Linked DNA regions of Sus scrofa: region 1 is linked to region 2. Evidence: chromatin contacts called from public HiChIP or PLAC-seq data. All regions are on one chromosome and are shown on one strand. The core of a region is the stretch at or near the end of the contact, and the rest is flanking DNA. Distances in the headings are between cores, read along the strand shown. Region 1 holds the start of TMEM260 (transmembrane protein 260). Region 2 holds the start of KTN1 (kinectin 1).

What was found. HiChIP or PLAC-seq counts read pairs in DNA pulled down with a chosen protein or histone mark.
Region 1: an H3K27ac HiChIP or PLAC-seq map of alveolar macrophages shows a contact between it and region 2. The contact joins the promoter of TMEM260 here to the promoter of KTN1 in region 2. A contact is called at or near these places in 1 of 5 promoter capture datasets (liver) and 1 of 2 datasets of contacts at active chromatin or transcription factors (alveolar macrophages).

Annotation. Positions count from the first base shown.
Region 1 is chr1:185,818,812-185,825,188 of Sscrofa11.1, forward strand. It overlaps TMEM260 (transmembrane protein 260), which reads left to right and starts at 2,686. Exons shown (of 14, transcript XM_013993447.2): 1 at 2,686-2,986. The coding sequence starts at 2,827. LOC110262235 (a long non-coding RNA gene) reads right to left here and starts at 2,691. Exons shown (of 3, transcript XR_002347053.1): 1 at 2,356-2,691.
Region 2 is chr1:184,880,300-184,887,209 of Sscrofa11.1, forward strand. It overlaps KTN1 (kinectin 1), which reads left to right and starts at 1,571. Exons shown (of 44, transcript NM_001258303.1): 1 at 1,571-1,643.

The sequences.
Region 1 (6,377 bases), core at 1,436-3,935, 940 kb after region 2:
CACACACACACACACACACACACACACGGAACTGGCCATTCTTCATCCTCAAAGGAGATTAGCCATGAAGTCAACAAAGCTTAAATTTCACAGCCTGAATCATATGGGTACCAAAGGGGAGGTGGGGAGGGGTAAATTGGGAGTCTGGGATTAACAGATACTCACCATGTATAAAATAGATAAACAACAAGACCAGCTGTAGACACAGGGAACTAGATTCAGTATCTTGTGATAACCTATGGTGGGAAAGAATCTGGAAAAGAATAGCTATGTATAACTGAACCACTTTGCTGTACACTTGAAACTAACACAATGTTGTAAATCAACTATACTTCAATTAAAAAAATTTCTTTTTCCACAGCTTGTCTCCAGCACAGGCTCCTTCCGATACCTGTATCTAATTCTCTATCTGCAGTTTTGTATTCTTTTGCTTAAAGAATTCTCCAAATGGTATAAACTCAACCCCATAAACCAGGATGTGGGCCTCCTCACCGTCCTTCTCTCTCTTTGACAATCTGACCACACATACTTAACTGACATCATTTCTTCCTTAGCGCCCTGTGACACATCCTTCTCTTGAACTGTTGTCTGCTTTTCTGCCATTCCCTAAAGGAAGATGTGGGCTAACACATGACCTCAACCTTCTTCTCACTACGTTATGCCTCCGTGAACTTCTTCATTCACCTCATCTGTGACAACTCCCAAATTCAAACAAACTTCTAGTGCTGATCTCTGCCTCTTGACTATGGACAGATAATTTTGCTCTTTTGAAAGTAATTTGCCATGATAAACATTTTATCTTTTACAAAGCTCATGAGCAAAAGATGAAATGTAAAAAGGGAAAGTTAAGCACATGCTTGGCTCAGCCAGTATTAATCACTGGCATACTCTTTCAGAAAAGAAATAGGAGGCAGGCTGTCTTAGAAATCTATTGCTGAGTAACAAATTACCCCAAATTTAGTGGACTGAAACAGCAACACTTACTATCTCACAGTTTCTGTTGGACTGCAATCTGGGTGAGACTTAGCTGGGTCCTCTACCTCAGGGTCTCTCTTAGGCTATAATCAAGGTCTTGGTGGGAGTCTGTTATCACCTCAAGGGTCACTAACAGAGCATCTACACCCTGCCTCCCTCATGAGGTATTAGCGGGATTCAGTTCCTTGCTAGTTGTTGGCTGGCTGTCGGCTGGAGGTGATGTTCGGTTCCTTGCTACTCTTTATGGAGTGGGCGTTTCCACCAAGCATCCCACACCATGATGGGTAGCTTCATCAGAGTGAACAAGCAGAGGACAAGAGAGGTGGTGCCCATCAGGGGGAGAGTTAGCAAGATGGAAGCCTGTGGTTTATAACCTAATCTCCAAAGGGACAACTGTTACTTTCACCTTATTCTATGGATAGAAGTGAGTCACTAGATTCAGCCCACTCCCCCCCGACCCCACCCCCCATACGGGGAGAGGATCACATAAGGGAGTCAGTACCAGGAGTAGGGGATTATTGGGAGCCATTTTAGAAGCTGCCTACCTGCCCCCCAGGGACCCACGATATAGCCGAGGAAGCATTATGTAAATACCTAAGATGCTGGCATAACGTCTGCCAATCTATGCAGATGTGTATTAGTTACTCTACATTTGCGATTCTGTGTTCCTGTCAGATTGCTTGTAACATGTCCTAGATTGTCAATGATCTTCACTGTATTTTGAGATGCATTCCAGGGAGGCTGCTCTCCTCCCCTCCCCCTCCAGAATAATCCATATAATAATGTACAATCTGAGCTTAAAGATCTTACTAAAGATCTTACCAAGAATGTGCTATGAGGTGGTCTCAAGAGTTCCCATTCCTTTTTTTTTTTTTTTTTTTTTTTTTACTATTTTATGGCCGCTCCGGCGGCATGTGGAGGTTCCCAAACTAGGGGTCTAAGCGGAGTCACAGCTGCTGGTCTATGCCACAGCCACAGCAAAGCCGGATCCTTAACCCACTGAGCAAGACCAGGGATCGAACCTGAAACCTCATGGTTCCTAGTCGGATTCATTAACCACTGCGCCATGATGGGAACTCCCCATTCCTTTTTTGTGTTGCAGCTAACTGGAAAATGCAGTGTCTTGGTTTCATTCCCAGTGTGTGGTCAAAGCTCCACCAAATACACCTCTTCAGTAAAGGAGTTCTTTTTACCATGACATGAATTATTTGTATCACTACAGAAACTCAAGTTTCACATCTCCCTAGTTCTCCTCATGCTACTAAAAAAACCCAAAAAATAAAAACCAACCTAGCTTATTTTAACCTTTGAAAATAACTCAGCGATTGAACAATTAGCATACAGGTTTATAATTACTCGTAGTAAACATATGAGGCTTACACTGCGCACACGGATCCTCAGGCTCACAGTCTGGGGCCCTTAGTGTAGTTCCACCCCACACCGCTGGGGGCAGTCGCGGCCCTTTCGCACGCCCGCTTTGCAACCCCCCTCCCGTCTCTGTCAGCTCCGACCAAGTCACCGGGAAGGGAGGAGGCCATAGAGACGACGACCCTGGGCGAGGCTTGGTTTCCTAAAGGAAGGGTGTCTCCTGTGATGCGCTACTGGGAAGCAAGTTATACTTCTGTAAACCCCGATGCGCCGTGCGCCGCCAGAAGGCTGCCCAGGCCTAGTCCCGCGAGGCTGGGCGGTTTTTGCCCCCCGCGCCGGCGCAGAAAGGTGCGTCCCGCCCACCCGGACCGACCCGGAAGCCGCCGCAGCCGCCGCGCAACGCGCTGGGCTCTCGCCTAGGGGCACAGTGAAGCTCCTAGTCCTGGGGTACCACGCGTCCTCCTTTCTCGGTTCCTCTGACGCATGGGTCTCCATGGAGACGGCGGGGGCCTGGCCGAGGGGCCGGCAGCCCGAGTGGGGCCACGGCGCTCCAGGGGCCTCCGTGGCGGCGTCGCCGTGTTCGCCGCTGTGGCCGCGGTGTTCACCCTCACGCTGCCCCCTTCGGTGCCGGGGGGCGACTCGGGTAAAGTACTCTCTGGGTCGTCCCTCCTGCTCGTCGCTGGTCCGCACTGTCCTCACTAGGTCCGCACCCCTTCATCCACTTGCCCGGGCCCCTGCAGGGCTTTAAGTCCCAGAACCAACTTCTGTTTCCATTCCTGTAACTTTCTTGTAATCCTGGTCTCTAGTTCTCAGGCTTTCAAGCCGGGTATTGTTGGTTTTGCCTGATGGGTACTTTACCAACCTCTCCGTTTCTCTAGATCATTTTTCCTGGACCTGAGTTTTTGTTTTCCATTTCTTTTTAGCCCGCAAATATTACTTGTTGGGTCCTTATCGTGTAACAGATAAAAGGAATAACAGGAGTGGTGAACAGTGTCATGGAGAGTGGCAATATACAAACTGCTGAATAAACCACTACATAGTGAGTAGTGAGAAGTTAATGGAGACAGAAGGAAATGTGGTTGACAGTGGGCTAGGTAATGGCTTCACCAAAATGGCTAGTCGGGAAAGGCCTCTGAGGAGGTGGTATTTTAGTTGAAACCTGATGTTGAAAGGGGACCAAACTTGCAGAATATTTGCTGGAGAATGCTTAAAGGAATGGAAGCCAGTTTCGGCTTAATGCAAGCTGCTCCTATTAAACAGAAAAGCTTGAGTCATCGGCCATTTAAATCATGTGAAAAATAGTTATGTATTTGGGATGAGAGACAAGACGTGGGTTTTGTTTTGCTGCCAAATTCAGTGGCCATCCAATAATGCCTAATAATGATGAGTAGTTTTGTCATAATGGTGCCGTAACTTTGGGTAGTAATCCGAGAAAAACTGAGTGCATTAGTTGCTGAATTACAAGATACTCCAAAATTTAGTGGCTTAAAACAGCAAAAGTTTGTTAGCTCACATTTTCTGTGGATCAGGAATGTGGGTGCAGTTTGAGTGGGTTCCCTAACTCAGGAGGGGAGGTTGCTGACCTCTCAAGGTTCTATTTGGTGGGGATTAGCTTCTAAGCTCCATCCAGTTCTTTGCCACATAGGTTTCTCTGTAAGCTGACCTCTGTCAAGAGAAAGAAGGCAGCTCTGTCTGACAACTCTGATGTTTTGTAACCTAATCTTGGTAGTGACATACCACTGCCTGGTTTTATTCCTGAAAGCGAGTCAGTATGTCCAGCCCAGCCTAGGGAGGGAGAGGATTACACAGTGAGAAGCCTAGGAATTGGGCAGCCGTCAGAGGCAGTCTTTAAGGCTGCCTACCACATTGAGAATCCTTGATGTTCCTTTTATGGGTCATTAACTTTATTCTTTCTTTCAGGTCCTATAGACCAGATAGGAGCAATGTTTCATTAGTATAGTGGGGAATGAAGTTATGATGTTTCCAAGGTTTATATTAAATAATAGAAATAACTTTATCATTGTGAGAGTTTTGGCATCGGAGAGCACTACTCAGAATGGGTAGTTCTGTACATGTCAAAAAAAAAATGTTGACAGTTATTTGTCATGGTTGTTTGAGCCTGAAGGTCAGGATTGGGATGAATAGTAAAAATAACACTTACTGAGCACTTACTCTGTGCCAGGCACTGTTCCAAGTGCTTCACGTGAATTATCATTTTAATCCTCCCAGCTGCTACCCTGTGAGGTAGCTATCAATTTCATTATGTTATAGATGACTAAACTAATGTTAAACTGTGTCCACAATCACACAGCTGCAAAGTAGGAACAGTTAAGGAAAGAACCCAAGTATATTGACTTTAGAACATGCTCTTTTAACCAATTTAGACTCTAATTTTTTTTTCTTAAATCTGCCCTCACATATTTAGTGATAGTCTATTTGAAATGTATGATGTTGGAGTTCCCGCCTTGCCAAAATTACTTTTTCACCACTTGATGTACATAGTTGATTTATGATGGTGCAGAGGTTAATGAATCTGACTAGGAACCACTAGGTTGCGGGTTCGGTTCCTGGCCTTGCTAAGTGGGTTAAGGATCCAGCATTGCCATGAGCTACGGTGTAGGTGGCAGACGCGGCTTGGATCCCGAGTAGCTGTGGCTCTGGCATAGGCCAGTGGCTACAGTTCCAATTCGACCCCTAGCCTGGAAACCTCCATGTGCCGCGGGAGCGGCCCTAGAAAAGGCAAAAAAAGACAAAAGAAAAAAGAAAAAGAAAGAAATGTGTGATGTTACCTTGTTTTTATTAATAGTCTTATTTTTTCCCCAAAGAATAAAGTTAATAATTCACTTAGAGTTATCATACTTTTTGGGTGTTCTAAGTTTAGTTTGATTCTGAATAGTGGTTGCTTCTAATATTTTTATGTTCGTTTTGGGGAATGAAGTGTTTTCTAAGAGTTATCAGTAAAATTTGTATAATCACATCTTTGATAATTTTGTTTATATGTTGAATGTACTGTTCTCTTTGAATTTTGTGTTTCTGAAATAAATTTTTTTTAACCAATAAACAGAAGACAATCAAAACCAACATAAAGCATGTATTCTTCTTGCTGATAAGTCTTCAGTTATACTCCATGAATCCACATTGTGTGGCCTTGCCAAAATTACTTTTTCACCACTTGATGTACATAGTTGATTTATGGGCAGGAGCACTACTGGTCCTTTAGAATAAAGGGTGGGAATTTAGCCTTCACTTCTCTTTGTTATGCTTGGGAACTATAGCTTATATGTATGTTTATCTATACTTAAGATACTGTCATTAACACTTGATACATGACAATTTAACTGTATAATTAATGTAAAAAGTATAACATAGAGGGAGCTGGGTTTTGTAAAGGTGAAGCATTTGCTAACACCTCAGCTTGCCACACATTTGTGTCCCAGACAAAAAAAGCCCTGTAGTTCTCAAACTTGAGTGTACTTGATATTGCCTGGGGGACTTGGGCCACAATGTCAGAGGGTCTAGAGTAGGTAGGTTTGGGTTATGGTCAAGGAATCTTTATTTTTAAAAGGCATCTCAGGAATCCTAATGCAGGTAGGACTTAAATTTGCAAAAACCATAGTGTAAAGAATTGGGGAAAGCAAGGACCTAGGAGGCTCTCCCAATTTTTTTTTTTTTAACTATTTCTCTTTTTTATCATGCTCAGTTTTAAAAGTAGGGTTTCCCTTTAGCTTTCTATCAGGGATGCATTCATAGACTTTGAATAGTAGCATCTTTTCTGTTTAGATTTTAGTTGAACATTTAACAAGAGTTGGTGCTGGAAGTTTATCACATTCCAGATTCGTCTTTCTACCAAGAGAACTCCAACAAAGAATAACAGCATATTGACTTTTCAATGGTAAAAAGAAGTTTCAGAAAATAGGCTGTTTTTCTTAAGGTTAAATACAATTCTAAATACATTTTAAATGAAGGAGAATGAATAGTGACCTTGAAAATTTAAACTTAACTGTGTTTCATTGCACCTACAGAAATATAAGAAC
Region 2 (6,910 bases), core at 321-2,820:
AGGCAAACATGTCCCTAAGCTCCATATACAAAATACCTAAAAATTACGGTCTCTAAAATGACACTGAGGTTTTACTGAAATCTTAAAAAGGATAGATTTTTTTTCTAACCCAATACCTGCTTAGTACTAACCATAGGAAATTAGATGGTCGTTTGTAGGCTAGTCAAGAGTCCTTGAACTCCTTTATAGAAATGGTATATTTTCCTCTTTGTATTAAGAGACTAATGGCTTCGCTCTTCACCGAAGGTGGATCCTTTGGCACAGGCTCAGGAAACAGCTGATGGTTTAGGGATAGATTGCTTTGAGGGCATTGGAACCACTGAGGTGCTGAGTAACCCTACTAAGAAACAAAAAAGAGGGCGGCATTTCTGGAGTTAAAATAAGACAGAATGCGTCTCTGGAGAACATAGTGGCTGAAGACAGGCAGAATTCTCAACATCTCAGGCTACCACATACTGTACAGTTTTCATTTGTACTTCGGGGATGCTCTAGAAAGCTTTGACAAAAAAGTAATTAGAATACAAATGTATAGTATGTTTTTAGCCAGCCCATACAAAGGAAAATCCTGTGTAGGAGCTGCTTTGATATCCGTTATTTAAAAATTGTTCTTGTTCCCCTCTGTCAGTAGGTAGGGAGAGGTGTTAGTGATGAGTCCTAATTTTATGTATCTCTATCCATACACTAAAAGGGTTTGAATCATTTTTGAGCTCCCATAACGTTTGAGGAGAGCTTGTAATGTTTTGTATATGTTCTGGGCAATGCCTGGCATTCTGGGAGAGATTGTTAAGCAGTAAGTAATGATAATCAACACATCTCATTTGCCAGTGACCAGGAAGACAGCTGTCATTCTTGTAGCAAGAGCAAACTAATAAGCAGGGATTCTGGCCAACCTCTTCTTTCCGCTTCGGATTCTAGTTATTTGCCGGGGCTTAATGAATGGCCACCAGCTGGCAGACACAACAGCTACACAATATTTGCACACAATTATTTGGGTCGGTTTAAAATTTCTCTCTCTTTGACGCCAGTTTTGCCCAAAGGAGAATTCAGCAACTCTGGAGACAGAGGAACGGAAGATTCCGTTTTCTAGAGATTTGTGGGGAGGAATCTGGAATGGGCTAAGTGAAATCGAGTACTATTTGCTTAATGCTTAAAAAAAAAAAAAAAAAAAAAAAATCCAGTCTCGGGGCCCAGGTGGTGCTTCTGTAGGCGGGCATGCAAGACGAAACCAGCTTTTCGGGAAGGAGAGAGAGAGACTAGAGAGAGCAGGGCTCTCGCGCAGGAAGGGAATTCCACTGAGCCTCGAGACCCGGGGCTCCCACCCTCCACCGAGACGTTATCTCGGGAGGAAAGCCGCGGAATCCCGAGCCAGCGGGACGCTGGGACTTACCCAAGCTCACAGCAGAGCGCGCGGGGGTCGGGGCGGCGACTCCTGTCCCTTTAAGGGGCTGGTCTCCGGGCACCGCCGGCCCAGACGCCGGGACGTGCCGGGGCCGCCCCGCCCCGCCCCGAAGCCGCCCGTTTCCTGCCTGGCAGCGCGACGGCACCTGAGCGACTGCGGCGGCGGCGGGGACTCGGAGCGCGCGGCCCGGGCCGTACTGCCGGCGCCGCCGCGTCTTCCCGGTCTCCTTTCCCGGCCGCTCAGGGTAAGAGAGAAAAGGCCCCGCTGGGCCCAGGCTCGGGCCGCGGGGACCGTGAGGGGGAGGGGGCGCCGGTCGCGGGGTCCCAGGCAGACTGGAGGGCCGCGCCTGCCGGGGGGCGCGGCCGCGGGGCCGGGACACCGTCCGCTGTCGCCCGCCGGGTAGGCCGCGGGCGCCGGGTGACCGCCGCCGGGCTTCTGCCTGGGCCGGGCCGCCCTGGCGGGCGGGCTCTGAGGGGCCTCTCGGCCTCGCCGGGCCGCCCCGGGCTCGACCCCGGTTCAGCCGCGGCGGCTGCTCCTGGCAGGTCTCCTGAGGGCGAGGTCGGCCGGAGAGGGCCCTGGGGTGACCGAGGCTCCTATTTTTAGCCAGGTGTGAGGGCCCCCAGCCGGGAAGGCGGATTACGGTCTCCACCGCCGGTGGACTGAGGGAGCGCGTCCCCGCCGGCGTCCCTGGGCCGGAGCTGGGCCACGCTTACGCCATGCTGGAATTCCAGCCCTCGCCGCTCTCGAGGGTCAGGGGGAACCGGCGCTCGCTTCTTCCCAGTGCTCTCACCCACCGCCCCGCGCTCTTCCGGGGTCCTGGAGAGGGGCCGTTGGGGATGGGAAGCAGCATGAGAGGAGAGTTTGGAAAAATGTGGGGACCGCCCTGGAGACGGGGGAAGTTATCCATCCTCTCCCTGAGGGGTGTGTCTTCCTTACTGTTTACCCCTCCCCCCTTTAGTTTCCAACAATGAGATTTTTGGCGTTGGGCACCTCGGCAGAACACCAAACTGGTAGCCGAGAGAAGTCGTACGGTGTGGGAGGTGCAGCCGCAGACGTTGGTTGTGAAGGAGCATGTGTGTACCAGATACCCGCAGCCCCAGACGCGGGAGCGGCATCCTAACCTGGGCCAGCTGCACCCTGATGTGGTTCAGGAGCGGGCTGTTGAATTTTAGCTGTTCCTTCTGGGAGCAAACAGGACTCTGAATTCATGCTTGGGCCTATACCAGTAAAGGATTCCCAAGCGGGTATCTGAATAAGCGCTGCTTAAAAAGCTACAGTTGAAGTTCGCTATTTAAAGTAGTGGGTTTTTTGAGGTGCTTTGTGGAAAACCTTGAGAAATGTGGACACCCATAGCCTGCTAAAGGTAGACACTTTAGGGTGAACTATGCACTCTGAATTGTGTAGGAACTGACTTAAAGTTTGAATTCTTGCTTAAGTTGCACTTCTCCCTATCTCACCCAGCAGCCACATGGCATCACTCTCTCCAATTTGGCTGAAATCCCGCTGATGAGACTGGTATGATTGTCCCAAGAATAACACTGGAGCACTTTTGAGTGGATCTGTGTTTTGGGTAGACATGCCTTGCTATAGACGTTCATATTTAATTTGTTGTCTCATAAGCAAGCCCCCCCCCACCCCGGGTCAGGTATCTAACAAGAAGTAACTGGGTTTATTATTTGTAGGTTCTAAGAAAAATTCATTAATTCACCCGTCTTTCCCTCCCCCCAACACTGAGTTAGAAAAATGTCACATCTTATTTTGCAGCATTAGCAGTGTAACTGCCTCTGTGAGGTGCACTTAGAGAATGAGGTGTTCTGTTTACCTTTCTTGAGATTTGTACTGAAACTTAAGATACAACAAAAGCCTAATGAAAATTTTTCTTAAAAATATTAAGCACTTTAAAATTATAAAGGATATTGAGTATTATTTACCCTTTCTTGATGACTCAGGGTCAGTATTATGAATGATTAATTAAAATCATTAATTTATGATTTTGTTTCTAGTTTAGTTTTTTCTATATCCTCCACAAACATTAGTTAGTAGTCTCTTGTACTTGATGCAATTATTTTCTTGGATCTCTTACCCTAAGCCTCCTTCTAATTTATAGGCTTTAATCTGCTTTTAGGAGGGAGAACATTTTAATAATTCGATGTTAAATGACTGTGTGGTTTTTATAAAGGGCCTGAGAAGTGAAAGCTTTTTTTGAGTCTTAACTTCTAAAGGACCTGTGTTAAGAGTATTACTGTTGTTAAATTCTTAACTTGAATTTTACTTGAAATGTATGGAAGATGTATTTTTAATTGGATGCTTATTATAATTTTTTATAGCAAAGGAAGCTTTAATCTAAAAGATCTCACAATACTTTGTAAAAAATTTAAATTGTAGTAAACGTAGTGGACCAGGTCTCTTAGGAATGTGACCTAATGTGTAATAAGGAAATGCAGAGAGAGACCATGCTTTATAAGAACATTCAAATATATGGGGGTAACATAAGCTGCTTTTTCTGTGTACTGTTTATGTTTTCAGTTATTTTGAAGGTAAATCCAGAGTATACCCAGAGACTAGAAGCACGTATCTATTTCTTTAGTTACTATTTACTCTTTTCATAAATAAAATTGAGTTTTGTTGTTCCCTTTATTCATTTTTTTTGAACATGACTTTGGATATTCTTATCTTAAAAATGTTTTATGTACAAAGCACAGGAAAAACACTGATTTAGGAAAGAATATAAGCCTTTTTTCTATAAGCAAAATTAAACAGAAAGGGAAAAACCTTGAATATCATGACTAAGGATTTTGACTTAACTTCTGTATGTGAGCTCTAGAAAGAGAAAAGTAATGATGTTTTATAACTGTTTGCTTGTCAGACTGTTGAATTGGTGTTAAATGTCTCAGTCTTTGAGAGAGATGGCAGTGTAAACCATTTAGGCTTTTTAAATTAATTTAATTATTAAATAGTATAGGTTTTTAAATTGGTTTTATGTTAAAAAGATAAAATAGGCAAAATGTATACTTTTAGTCCTGAAAGTAGTTTTAGTAATGTCTCCAATAGGAATCTAGTATTCCTAGGAAATGTGTAAGAAATATTCAACTCCTTTTTAAAAAGTTATGATTTGGTATTTTACCTATCACCTTAATGACTATAGGCTGATTAAGAACTTTTAACTTTAAGTCTAGTTTCAGCAAAGTGCTTGTACACTAAGTGGAACTTAAATGAATTGTTTACACTTCTTTCCAGGACATTGTTTTTTTGGGTTTCTCTTCTCACTAATTGCTCTCCTCATTCTGTCTTTATGATTCGTTCTCATTCTTGAAGTGCTCAATCCTTGGTTCATTTTTCTTTTTATATTCCTCTGGTAATTTCTTCCAGTGTCATGGTTTTAAATACCCATATGCTGATGGCTCCCATTTTTATACCCCCAGCCCAGACTTAGTTCTTATATTCCATACACCTTGTTCTGAATTTCCACTTGGATTTGAAGTATTCAACTCAAACTAAATTGCATATTCCTCTTTAAACCTGCCTTAGATGCAGTCTAATCTATCTTGTTAGATGTCAGCTCTACCCATCATTCAAGTGAAAAAAATGTTGGAGTCATTTTGACTTATCTCATTCACACTTGGCATTCTTGGTTCTGTCTTATCTTGAAAATAGATCGAGAATCAAATAACTTCTTAACACCTCCGTTGCTCACCAGGCTGGTCTAAGCCATTGTACTCTCTTGCCTACACTTCTGCAGTTAACCTCCTAACAGCTTTCTCTGCTTCTATCTTAGCTCCCTGCAGTTTCTTTTCCAGCGCAGCAACCAGATCTTATCACTTCTCTCAAAACACTTATGGTCTACAAGGTCTTATAGACTCTGGGTACTCCTCTTCTCCCCATCTCCCTTTACCTTTCTTATGTTAGTTACTACTCTGCTCCCTGCTTACTTCACTCCAGCCTCACTGGCTGTCTTAGGCCCTAATACACTGGCTGTTGCCTCTCCTTGAATCACTGTTTCTGTGAGGTATTTGCATGACCAATTCTCTTGTCTCCTTCAAATCTTTTTTTTTTAGGGCTGCGTCCATGGTATATGGAGGTTCCCAGTCTAGGGGTCGAATTGGAGCTGTTGCCACTGGCCTACGCCACAGCAACAGATCTGAGCCTCATCTACGACCTATACCATAGCTCACGGTAACGCTGGATTCTTAACCCACTGAGTAAGGCCAGGTACTGAACCTGAGTCCTCAGAGATGCTAGTCAGATTTGTTTTTGCTGAGCCATGACAGGAACTCCCTCAAATCTTTGTTCTTTTCTTTTCTTTTTTTTTTTTTTTTTTTTTTTTTTTTTTGTCTTTTTAGGGTCGCACCATGGCATATGGAGGTTCCTAGGCTAGGGGTCTAATCGGAGCTGTAGCTGCCAGCCTACTCCAGAGCCACAGCAGCACCAGATCTGAGCCTCATCTTCGACCTACACCACAGCTCACAGCAACGACGGATCCTTAGCCTACTGAGTGAGGTCAGGGATCGAACCCGCAACCTCATGGTTCCTAGTTGGATTTGTTTCTGCTGTGTCATAACGGGAACTCCAAATCTTTGTTCTTAAAATATTTTTCAAAAAGGTCTGCCTTGCTGTTTGAAGCTTGTACTTCCCTACTTATCCCTGTATCCTCATCTGTTTTCCATAGCACTTGTCACCTTCCAACAAGCTATAATATTTTCTTGTTGTATTTATTATCTCTTCTTTCTGTCCCCAGACATACACTGTAATGTAACCTCTCTGAGGACAGGGCTTTTTGTTTTGTTTATTGATGGGTCCTAAGTGTTTAGGGCAGTGCTTGGTACATAGCAAGTAAGGGCTCAGTAAAGATGTATTAATTACAAATGAATTAAAATCTTTACCCTTCAGTTTTTTGTTTTTTTTTAAACTGTGGTAGATACTGCATCCTTGGACACATGTAGTTTTTAGTTTGTTCCTTTCCTAGGAATACTCAAAGAGTGGAAGAAAAGTGGCAGGGAACCTTCGGGACCCCTGCTGGAGGGAGTGATGTTCGAGTGTGGTGGAGACCTTGTTAACTGCCCTGCATGATTAGGACCGTTGGTTAGGTAATTTTAAAAATGGCTTACAGCAAGAACTCAAGGTTTCTGTGCACTTTGTTTCAACTTTTGGATTTACTATTATTTTCCTGTCTTTTTATTTGGGCCAACCTCTTGTCTTTGATGAGGGGTCTCCTGATCTGTTTTCCATACGGCATACCCTAAAAGCATTGTCTATGATTTCTAATATATATTTTCTTTTTATGGCCATACCCATAGCACATGGAAGTTCTGCGGCCAGGGAATGAATCCAATTCTCCTGATCCTTTAACCCACTGCCCCAGGCTGGGATCTAGTTTGTGCCTCTGCAGAGACCCCAGCTGCTGCAGTTGGTTTCTTAAACCAATGCACAACAGTGGGAACTCCTTTTTTTTTTTTTAAAGTAGAATGAAAATGTAGGCACTGAGAAACTTTCAAATTTCAAAGTCAATCTAGA